Linked DNA regions of Mus musculus: all the other regions are linked to region 4. A link is a contact called in public Hi-C and HiChIP or PLAC-seq data. All regions are on one chromosome and are shown on one strand. The core of a region is the stretch at or near the end of the contact, and the rest is flanking DNA. Distances in the headings are between cores, read along the strand shown. Region 1 overlaps Patj (PATJ, crumbs cell polarity complex component). Region 2 has its middle 63 kb from the start of Gm34784. Region 3 has its middle 17 kb from the start of Gm34784. Region 4 holds the start of 0610025J13Rik (a long non-coding RNA gene).

Evidence for each region. Hi-C and Micro-C count contacts between places; a contact is called where the count stands out from the background. HiChIP or PLAC-seq counts read pairs in DNA pulled down with a chosen protein or histone mark.
Region 1: a Hi-C map of 3T3-L1-derived adipocytes shows a contact between it and region 4, with 5 times the contacts expected there. The contact joins the enhancer-like site here to the promoter of 0610025J13Rik in region 4. A contact is called at or near these places in 5 of 39 promoter capture datasets (3T3-L1-derived adipocytes, the C10 cell line, embryonic stem cells and 2 more), 6 of 484 Hi-C or Micro-C datasets (3T3-L1-derived adipocytes, the HL-1 cell line, cortical neurons and 2 more) and 1 of 9 other capture datasets (adipose tissue).
Region 2: a contact with region 4 is called in a Hi-C map of the 3T3-L1 cell line, with 6 times the contacts expected there. The contact joins the enhancer-like site here to the promoter of 0610025J13Rik in region 4. A contact is called at or near these places in 7 of 39 promoter capture datasets (the 3T3-L1 cell line, embryonic stem cells, hippocampal neurons and 2 more), 3 of 484 Hi-C or Micro-C datasets (the 3T3-L1 cell line, CD8 T cells and palatal mesenchyme) and 1 of 115 datasets of contacts at active chromatin or transcription factors (heart atrium).
Region 3: a contact with region 4 is called in an H3K27ac HiChIP or PLAC-seq map of heart atrium, with 11 read pairs. The contact joins the enhancer-like site here to the promoter of 0610025J13Rik in region 4. A contact is called at or near these places in 5 of 39 promoter capture datasets (the 3T3-L1 cell line, 3T3-L1-derived adipocytes, liver and 2 more) and 1 of 115 datasets of contacts at active chromatin or transcription factors (heart atrium).

Annotation. Positions count from the first base shown.
Region 1 is chr4:98,499,695-98,502,394 of GRCm38.p6, forward strand. The region is part of intron 20 of Patj (PATJ, crumbs cell polarity complex component); the gene reads left to right. Among named protein-coding and RNA genes, the nearest start is that of Gm40210, 78 kb to the right of the region's middle. Within about 2 kb of position 1,362, at least 8 of the 459 cell types and tissues checked have an H3K27ac peak or open chromatin away from gene starts, as enhancers often do. A contact at or near this core is called in 3T3-L1-derived adipocytes and adipose tissue, where this site is marked.
Region 2 is chr4:98,187,861-98,190,560 of GRCm38.p6, forward strand. It overlaps the pseudogene Gm12691. Among named protein-coding and RNA genes, the nearest start is that of Gm34784, 63 kb to the left of the region's middle. Within about 2 kb of position 1,346, at least 32 of the 459 cell types and tissues checked have an H3K27ac peak or open chromatin away from gene starts, as enhancers often do.
Region 3 is chr4:98,141,752-98,144,451 of GRCm38.p6, forward strand. No RefSeq gene overlaps it. Among named protein-coding and RNA genes, the nearest start is that of Gm34784, 17 kb to the left of the region's middle. Within about 2 kb of position 1,305, at least 17 of the 459 cell types and tissues checked have an H3K27ac peak or open chromatin away from gene starts, as enhancers often do. A contact at or near this core is called in heart atrium, where this site is marked.
Region 4 is chr4:98,319,909-98,322,608 of GRCm38.p6, forward strand. It overlaps 0610025J13Rik (a long non-coding RNA gene), which reads left to right and starts at 1,448. Exons shown (of 3, transcript XR_376450.3): 1 at 1,448-1,599; 2 at 2,401-2,700.

The sequences.
Region 1 (2,700 bases), core at 112-2,611, 180 kb after region 4:
TACCTAAGAAGTTCTATGTTGATTCTCCTCCACCACCCACATGCTCTTGTTTTAGGTAAAGGATGAACTATGACAGTTTCTTGTATGTGTTGTTCACCTGGCCGACCATATAAATTGTGTAAATGTCTGTATTATGTACTTTTTAGGCATATAGTTTGATGGTATTAAATACCATTGCACTGTTGTGTAACCACCATCTCTGTCCATCTCCAGAACCTTATCTTCCTTCATAGGAATGGTGAGCCCGCCAATTAATAAATGCCCTCCCCTTGCCCATTCTCCCTGGCACTAACTGTAACTCTGTCTTCTGTTTAAGAATTTGACTACTTCATAGAAGTGAAGCTGTGATAATTACCATTATATGTCTGGCTTACTTCATGAAGCATAAGCTCTTCAAGGTTCATTCATGTGTATGTCAGACGACCTCACTGAGGTAGAAGAATTAACCCTGTATGTATGTCTCAATGGAAAAATCTTTTCTTCTGACCCTCTCAGAGCTGATCCCGGAGAGTATCTGTTAAAGTGAGAGACAATGTTAGTGCAGAATTCAGAAAAGTTTTCTGTGGGTACAACAAATTGGTTTGTTTAGGATCCACAAATGAAACTTGGGGGACAAATGTGACAAGGAAATTTGTGACAGTGTTATTATTCCGGTGCTACAGGTGCTGCCACCTTCAGGCTGGAATGAGGATTGGCCTTCTGTTCTTCATGGACGTAGACCCATCCTCATTGACCTGTGACTGCTTATTTCCCACAAGTGGCCTCTTGGCATCCCCGTCTCTCCTGCCTTTGCAGTTTTTGAGACATGGGCTTACTATGTAGAACATGCTCTTGTCCACCGTGAAATGGACTTGCCTCAGTTCTCAGGTGCCTGTGTCATCCAGCCAGCTGCTGCTGCTGCTTTCAATTATGCAAGGGAAGTTCTAGAGAATGGCTTCTTTTTTGTACTTGCAAAATATATGATGGTTTTAGCCTGAAGCTTCGGCGAATGTTCTCTCATGTGCCACATTTTGGCTTTCTATGTAAATGCTGGGAACTGAACCAGGATCCTTTGAAACAGCCATATGTGCTTTTAGCTACGAAGCCATGACCTGGACCAGCAAGTTGTTCTTCAATGACAGGGTCCTCAGAAAGGGGACCAGAAGCTCAGAAGCAAATGGTAGAACATAGAGAAGATAAGAAAGTTTGAGACCAAGAGGTCTTGTCAAGCTATGTCTTGGACCAAATAAGCTCATTAAGAAGTACAGCACCTTATGTTCTATTTCTAGGAGAGAAGTGGGGCAGAGTAAGCAGAGTCTGTCATACAATAGGATCAAGGCAGCGGGAAGCTAATTAAACAAAGTTGCACAAGGGCAACGTGGTTTCTCAAGAGCATTATAAATCTAGCCTACAGCAGTCTTGGGACTGAACCATAGCCATAGTTCCCCCAAGGCCCTGGCCTCAGGCCATGACCTGCTCTGCCAAGCATATTCCTGGTTGTAGAGAAGGCTGTGTTTCTTCTCTATACATCAGTGCCCCAAGGTGTGTGATGAGTGGGTTTCAAGGCCCTGGACTAAGGATATTACTGGCTTTGCCAAACACTTCTCTATATACCAGGGCCTCAGGGGAGGCCTAGGTTGATCAGTCTAGCTCTTAGTAGAGCAGTGTCTCTAGTCCTCCACCCTATTATTCATGGATAATGTTGCTGTAAATATTGGTATATAAATACCTGCTCATCACCTGTTTTCAGTTCTCTTGGGTTGCCAAATTAAATCACAATCAGAGATTCTCCGAAGGCTTGTGGTGTTTATTTGGGAATAACAGAATAACTGAGAATGCACAGGTCATAGTGACCAGTAAGCATTTTCTAGGAGTCTAAGGCAAGTTTTTAAAAGAGAAGAATTTGCAGTCACAGTCCATTGAATATGAAGTCCCTGCTCTTGAAGTCCTAAAGTCATAGTTGGCCCAGATTATTAATGGAAATGCTTATTGGGGAGGTATTCTGTTAGAAGTGTCTTGTTGGAACTTTTGTAGAACTCACAAATACTAAGCACTATAAATGAAATGTGTATGTTCATGGGGCATGTTAAGAATGGGGCGTTTCCATAGGAAGATGTTGGGAAGAGCTGAGCATGGTACGTACATGGAGTGTATGAACCAGGTTCTGTAATCCCAACTGATGGGACGTAGAGGCGGGAGGGTGAGGAGTTCAGGGTCGGCTTTTGCTCCACAGTAAATCTGAGGTCAGTGCTAAGTTAGACCCTGATTTTAAACCAACAGAATTCAGAGACCTCAAGAAGGACCTTCAACATTGTCTCCGACAGCCAAGTATTTTCCTTTCCTCGTTCTCTGGTTCTGATCTTATGGTGATGTGACCAAAGGGATTGGGTTAGCTTTTCTCAGAGCATTGTACCATGCAATGTTCAGTGTCCAGCTTTGCCACACCCTTGCTAATGCTGGCTTGCCTGAGTTTTTCAAATTTGTGTTTGTGAGTAGCAAGTGTGCCCTACTGTGTGATTCGCTTTGAGATGACAACTTGCTCATATCCCAGTGCCTTAGTTACTGTCCTGTTGTATGAGTTGATAGCTGCCCAGCAGAAAATGTAAAGGAAGAGGCTCATTACTTCAAAGGGATTTCTACCTGTTTATTATAAGAGGGAAGGCAAAATGGCAGGAAATAGTTCTTGGTGGCAGAAATGTGGGAGAAGCTTATTCAGGGATG
Region 2 (2,700 bases), core at 96-2,595, 130 kb before region 4:
CTTCACAAACTTTGGGAAAGTTTTTCAATGATTGTCATTCAAATTTTTCATGAATTACATTTTCTTTCTATTGGCTGAGATTCTACCCAGTTTCATATGACTCCCTTCACGGGAGCTATATGGAAAACCTTATGAAACCCTTGAATCCACAACAGTCCACCATTCCTTTCAGACACACTTTCTTAATTTACCTGCCAAGTATCTGTGGATATAAGCTTAATGCAGGTTATGATTATTAACTTCTTGTAGCTTCTTGGACACAGGTGTTTGTCTCTCCAGCTGAGTCGGGTACCTCGATGGAAGATGCCCCATAACTCCCCAGAGTATGCAGCATGGAGTGGTAAATATGACTTTTGCTTTTGTTCTACAAAATCCCTCTGATTTCCCTACTTGCCTAATCTTGCATTTTCAAAACTAAAGCATTTTCTGAAGTGTCCATTTCCTCCTGCCTCCATTTGACAAATCACTCTGGACTGCCTGGAGTATATCTAGGAGAAAAACACTTGCTTTGCTAGCATTTGGAGGTGCCTGATGGACACAGCCATTCTTCACACAAGCAGCCCTGGGTTGGAATTTTCTTAGCCCATTTTGCAGATGAGAAACAAGACAGCAGAAAGGCTAAGGAGTTGCCTTGGTCCATTTTGTGTTGTTCTAACAAAATGACACAGGCTAGGTTATTTGTATAGAAGAGAAGTGAATTTCTTACCATTCTGAACACAGTGCTTTCTGACACCCAACATGAGGGTGCAAGCAGCTTGCGGAAGTCACCTTGTGCCATCACAGTGAAAAGCAGGGAGAGCAAGAAAGATGGATCCAAACCCAAGCTTGTGGGAGACATCACTCCCAAGACAATGGCATTACTACATTCACGGCAAGAGGAGCCTATGACACCATTATTTTTTAATGTTTTCAACTAAATACCATTACTCTAGTTCCCAGTAGTAATACGGGATGAACACTCAAGTTTTAGCAAGAACTTATCCAAAATCACAAAAACATAAATAGGAAAGCGATGAAAGCAGCCAAACATGGGATTGCTAGCTGGATCTCTTCCCTCCTTCTGGTATACCAACTCCCTCCTTCTGAGAAAGGAGGAAAACTCCTTCAAGTTTGAGGAAAATCGGTTCTGACACATGGAATCATCTCCAGCCCTGCATGCTCTGGAAGCCACGGCTTCTCCCAGAGAGACTGTGTTCTGCGGCCTCTTCACGCTCACTGCACTTCCTCACAAAATGACTAATGAAGAACCGCAGAAGGGAAATTGAGTGACCTTGTTGCACCACCCCAAACCCCTCCCACAGTGACCCCAATTAAGACCACAAGCTGGCCTATTTACAAATATGTAACCCACAAAATGGCAAGTTATAACTCAACCACAACCGATCTGGCCCTTGTTAACCACGCTGCAACAAGAATGTGTACAAATATCATTAGGAAACACTTCTCTAGTATACCAATTGTGCTGAACTCATGCTTTTCTGCCCCTTCAGGAAAGTGGAGTCTACTAGGAACAGTGAGACACCTCCACGCCTCTCTCCCTTTAAACTGATTTGTGGACATCTTCAAAGCCTGGCATCCCGGAGGCCTTTTGACCCCCCATTAAGATTTGATTGGGTCAGTAGGATCTCTTCCCTTAATTCTTTTAAACATATCTGTCTTTAACCTTCTCCACAAGGCTTCTGGATCAATAAATAAGAAGGGTAAAATTGGAAAGAATTTCAGTGGAAACCCTTAAGGAAAGTGTGGTTTCCGGAGAAGGAAGAAAAGTTGACCTTTCATTAAACAGTATTAGACTATAGACTTACTGCGTGTTAGACTATCTTCCCCAATAGTCCTATAAAACTCCTGCTTTGAGATCACTTACTACCAATTAGCCTTCAGGTGCTCACTAAATACTTTGTCTGAATCTTCCCTTAGCAGTGGGGTTGGGATCAAGTCCCTTCAAGAATTGTTCCCTTCAGTCTGTTCTGTCGTCAGCCCTTGCCCACCTCGTGGCACACGCAGACCTTCCCTGAGCTGAAAGATCTCACATATGTTAGCTGCTTCCCCATCACCTCTCCTTCCCTGTCCTTGGATTTCTGTTTCCATTGTCTAGAGATGCTCTGATGAGCCCTGTGGATGCAGTCTTGGTTTAACTGAGCAGGATCAACAACATCAACCCCTTCTGAAACAGAAGTTCTGATCCCACTGAGAAATATAACAAAGCACTAGGGTGGAATGTAGCCAAAACGTCACTTTGATGACTAAGGAAAGTTAACCAAAGCCTTTATCTCTGGGCAAGCACACCTCTGACTGTTCCAATCAGACAGAAGCAGCACCCAGTTCTAGAGAACATGGACCCAACTGCCCTGAAACCCACATGCTTATCCTCAGTCACAGCTTTCTTCTGTTTGTACATAATTTTATTTCAAAAGTATTTGGGGTGACTGTCAAATTCAATAAATCCTGTAGTGAATATGGATCCCAGTCTAAAATTTCAAAGCAATATTATATTTCTCTTGTTTCTGTATATCACGCATCATTTCTAACTCAAATCTACTTTTACTGGGTAGGTGAAAAGTTTAGCTTCACCCATTATGGATGTCCTCACTTTCACATTAGTACAAACATCCAGAGTCTTCCATAACCCCAAAGCATGGAAGAAGTCTCACGGCTGTTTACTCTGTTCTTGGAACAAGTACAGAGGCACAGAGCCAGCCC
Region 3 (2,700 bases), core at 55-2,554, 180 kb before region 4:
TCAAAATACAAAGATGTGAGCAAGAAGATTCTCGTACTGCTGGTAGAAGATATTCAATCTAGCAGAAAAAATAAAACCCTAAATATTTTCAGACAGTATTGAATAATTGCATGAACATGAGGGGTGAATTCCGGTGTTCAGAGTTGCTCAAATTTACATCCAACCTAATGTACATCAGCAAGAATACTGGTTAAATATAAGAACGTTTACCATAGGATCTTGGGGGAGAATGCTTGGGTCCAGGTCCTGATGACACAGGATGCTGGCCATGAGATTCTGAAAAGGGTGACTTCATTATCTATGCTTCCAACACCACATTTGTAATGTAGGATATAAAGTCTATAAGCCATTAAGCAGATCGTGTGCATGCAGCTTGTATGAGATAGCTTGACAGGGAGGAATGTTCAAAAGGAGACTGCTATTATTATTATTGCCATAATCCTTATTGCAGAGTACTATGGTATCATTAAAAAATGTCTCTATAGATTTATATTTATTAAGACGTAAAGACACTCTCATTACAGAAGAGAAGGACCACGGTCAGAACTCTGTATACATAGCAATTTCTGAGCAGATACAGGGAGCAAAGCTACTCCTCTCTCCTTTGAAAGGCTATAGAAGTAAAAGCACACAGAAAGCATCCAAACTCAGACGTAACTAACACTGTATTACAAGAGAACAGACATAGACTATAGGAGGAAAGGTCCAACAAGACAGAGCTGTTTCTCCTGAAACCTGAAGATTGTGTGGAGTTGTCCCGTCAGGGTTGAGTGAACACCTTGGGTAAACAACACCTAGGAATTTCTCAAGGAGGGGATATTTGGGCCAGTTAAGGGGGATCTAAATCAAGGGCAACATGTTTAGGTTCTAGATCACAAGTGGGGAGGTCATGATATCTGAGGGCAAGTTAGCTTTGAAAGCTATGGAAAGTTAAATGGAGTAGGGTTGAGTTGATGGGTTCTTATCCCAAGGTATCCGATAAAAACCCTGCTTCTGGCATCTTTGTTTACTTGCTCAACAAGATTCAGAATTGAATCTGGGAAAATGAACCTGGAAAAATCCCATTGCCTAGATTAAAGCAATGTTTACCCGGGAAGGAACAACAACAAAAAGTTCCCTTTAGTCTCCCCTTCTGCTGTTGAAGAGTTCTCATGTCTGCCTAAGACTCTGGGCCATCCAAATTCCACTGTATCCAGGGAGCCTGTGTCAATCTAATCTTTCCCCATTCCCTCAAGGCTGTAGACAGCAGTTGCTGCATTCCCCTTGGGAAGGTATTTCTCCAGACTGTGGCCAGAGGAGTGTCCTTTGCTCTCTCCCAGGAGACAAAGTTAGGGAGGGAGAAGGAAAGTCACACATGATAAATCTGCTCCAGCATTCCTATCTCACAGAGTCTTTGGATTCTTTCCCTTTCTCCATATCAAGGAATTTATGACGTCTCAACTCTGGTTAATGTTGGCACCACAGGGTCCAGGTTTCTGTCAAGCAACTGAACAAACAGTGGTTCCTGCTCCCAGCTGCTCTTAGGTAGCCACATGGTCTGTAAATGGCCATGCCTTCAACCTAGTCCTAGTCCATAAGTCTGTCCCTCTGGCCTTAGTCCAGAGCCTGTAACATCCACTCCTGCACATTTCCCCTAGAGTTATGAAGGTGCCAATTAAGAGAATATGACAAACCATTTGTTAGAGTTGCCCTTTGTTCCCAAGGGCAACTCTAGGTGTTCCATTTCCCACCACCCCTCAAAGTACAACAGACCTTCTTCATTCTGCTTGACCATTCTCTCATCCAGCAGAAAAACAAACAAAGAAACAAACAAACCATAAGCTGTTTGTCAAAACAGAAGATTTGTATAATTTAAGAGGGAACAACTAAGAGTTTAGGTAATAAAAAATATATATATGTACATAGTATGTATCACAATATTACTGGTTTTGCTTGGGTATATTTTGATTTTTAATTAATTATGGTTAATTGTAATTTTAAAACCAAAATTGTACCAGTCAAAGAGGTACACATCTGTGATTTCATCACTTGACAGGCCAAGCAAGAGGATGGCCAGTTCAAGGCCATCCTGGGCTACATATACAGCTTCCCAGGTAGCTGGGACTCTATAGTGAGAGCATGCCTCCAAAGGCTGCAACCAACCAAACAAACAAAACCAGAAGGACCATGTGAGATAGTGACGCTTTCACAAACAGAAGTATTCTACAGAGGCAGAAGGCCATGTGTTAGAGATTTAGTAACACCCCACTGTTGAGAAGTAGATTGGGGTGTTAGCAGTTTATGCTTCATCTTTATCATGTTTTTATTTATTTCACAGATATTAGAAGTATTTGAGGCCCCTGCTAATTATAAATTTTAAGAATTATGAATTTTAAGAAGTTAGTGAGTGTTTTTAATGGGTCTTTTTCAGACTAACTAGCACTGGTCATTTCCAATTTCATTGGTTTTATTGGCTTTAGTGCAACTCTTTCTGTTACAGTGGCTGAACTGTTCTATTTCTGCCCACCTTTGGCTGATGAATCTTTAATGGAGTTGGTGTTGGTTTGTTTTTCCTGAGTGAAAAGGAAAAAAACATTGCTCTTACTCATGTTTGGAGAAAGCATCAAAGAACAAGAGAGGCTCAGCAAGTAGCTCAGTGGTAGAACACATTCAGAGCATGTGTGAGGAGCTGGGCTCTAGCCTCACACGCGCACACACACA
Region 4 (2,700 bases), core at 198-2,697:
TGGAACACAGCAGGGCTGAGGACCAGTGAAGAGATCTGAGGGTCTCCAAGAGGTGACATGACTTGAAGACTAAATGTGGGAAGTTGGAGGAGAAGGCTCTCAAGCCCATCTCCAGGTTTCTAGCTTAAGCAAGTGAGTGAATCAAGTCTGCTGACTACAACTTGTTTCTCTAACCCTTAAGTTACATACATTAGAGCCCACGCAGATGCCTGAAACCTTCTCGGGTCGCAGGTCTTCCTTGAGTGCTGCTCCTGTGCACACGCTGGGGTACAGGAGTTTTCATCTGTGTGCTCATCAAACCTTCATTAGTAGAAGACTCTCCCTGAACTATGGAAAAGTCACGTGTGAACACAACCTTAAGTTTTTCCTTTCCACTCTGCAGACATACTTAGAGATGCCTGCCAATGGAGCAAGAACTGGAGAAAAACAAGCTGGCCCTTTGGGATCATTTAAGAACCAGGTGTGTTTCCTTATCATCACATAGAGTTTCCCGGGCATCTTTGGTGTGCAGGCTAGGAGATAAATAAAGATACATTCCTGGCCTGAGCAAAGAATATATTCTCTCAGGGGATAAAGGGGAGGAAGGGAGAGAAGGGGGAAGAGAAAGGAAAGGAGAGTGGAGATTGGGGGAAGGAGAGAGAGGAAAAGAGAGGGAGGTAGGGAGTGGAGAGGAGGGGTGGAGAAAGGGAGAGGGAGGAAGGGAGAGGGAGAGAGAGATCAGCACAGCACAGCACAGCACAGCAGGTATGTCAAGCAACTTTGTCCCATTTAACTTAAGGCAGGATTACTGACTACAGAGGTACCCAAGCACAGGCACAGCCATGAAAGACTGGAGAGGGTGTGTTTGAAAGACGTCTTTAAAGAGACCAAACGTTTGCTAATCAGAGAAGAGGAGGAGGAGGAATTCTAAGAGCGGGCAACAGCCCTGGGAAAAGCAGAGAGGTAGCTGGGTACTGAGGGTCAAGCCCCCAGGGAAGAGCAGAAGGTCCTGAATCCAGGCTGGGAACGAAAATGTGACTTCCGGTTCTCTTCTGGAACCTGTTAAACTCTTACCAGTGTGCAGAGGATACTCAACACCTGCCCTAGAAAGTTCTAGTTTTGAGACTCAAATACAGATAAACAAGGGATCCCTAACTGCAACCATGGTCTCATGAGCTCTGTGTTTATCTCCTGGGGTTGGGAGCACCTCTCTCTCCAGATCCATTGCAAGTGGGCACTTGACCACTCCTAGAACTCAGATCTTCTAGAGGGCCCAAAAGATGTGGCAATGGGTTCTTGTGGGCTGGTGAGTGCCGACAAGAGAAGGACTGTAGAATTTAATCTCAGTCGGCAAAGCAGTACCATTGCTCTGGTGTGACAGTGACCTCCACCAGAAAACAAAGAACGAAAGCGTGTGTGTGTGTGTGTGTGTGTGTGTGTGTGTGTGTGTGTGTGTGTGTGTGTACGTGTGCGTGTCCTTTAATTTTTAATAGCTATTCAGACAGTCCTTGGAGAGGGAATTGGCAGGTTCAGCGGGAGGCTACTCCCCCACCTGTCTCCAGGCACTGCAGACACAGCTGCTGCGGAAGGAGACAGTCAAAGCTTCCAAGGAAAGAAATGGTGCGGAGAGCTGGGGGTGGGAGGAGGGCGCCTTTCACACAAGCCCACTGGGGACTGGGCCTGTCTAGCAACTGCAAAAACAAGCCAAGAGGACACAGTCGGGCTCTATACAACTTCATGTTAAGTAAAATCCATTCAAGAGCCAGCTCAAGAGCCGCTTCAAAATCATTGGGGTTTTTTTTGTTTTGGTTTGGTTTTTGTTTTTTAATGGGAGAGCAAGGTAACCAGAGCTTTGGTGAGGCCATGGTCAGGTTTTGCTGCTTGAATCAAGAGGAGCCCTGAGGATTTACGCGCTGTCCTAAGACTTGAAACCGAGTACACAAGACACAAAACTTCCCCGTACAGTGCCTAGCAATGTCTTTATCTGTACTCCCCTAGGCTGAAAGGACACACAAGGTTGGGTTAAAGTTCAACTCCCAAAGAAAAGGAGGAAGGGGGGTTGGGGGGAGGACAGAACGAGAGAAACAGCGGAGTCTAAGAGACGGGGAGGAGGAAAGACTGGGGTGGGGACGACAGAGAGAATAGCAGCCCGGGCCAGATTTCAACTGTCCTGATGCAAATGTTAGCAATTCTACGGTGGCCGGGGGCTCGCTGCTCCCCCAAAGTAAAGCAGCAATTAGAAAAGGGGAAGAGGCCGTTTTAGAAGATGAAAACTAAAGCAAGGAGGTATTTTTGGTATCGTTTTAATCACAAAATAGCATGAATGTGGTCTGTGCCTGCGTGCTACACAAACGTCGATTTCAATACAACTGAACGCTAGTTTGAAAATTTCCATTTTTGTAATTTGCTTCCCTTTGTTAGGCCAAGATTTGAGAGAAACCTGGCAGCGTCCCCAAGCCTGGCACGGGATCGCCTCAGACGCACTCGGCTGCTCCGGAGGCGGAGCGCGAAGCATCGGACCCGGCGGGCGGAGCCAAGCCAGCGGGGCGCAGCGCAACGCCTTCCGCCAGGGCGTCTGCCGCCACCTACCGGCGACCAGGCAAGCGTCAGTGCGACCCCAAAGCAAGCTGCTGTGAGCTGGCTGGACCTGGTCCCAGCCACTAGCAACAGCATTTCCAACAAAGGCCACCCGTCTTAGCCTACCCAGCTCAGAAACTCCTG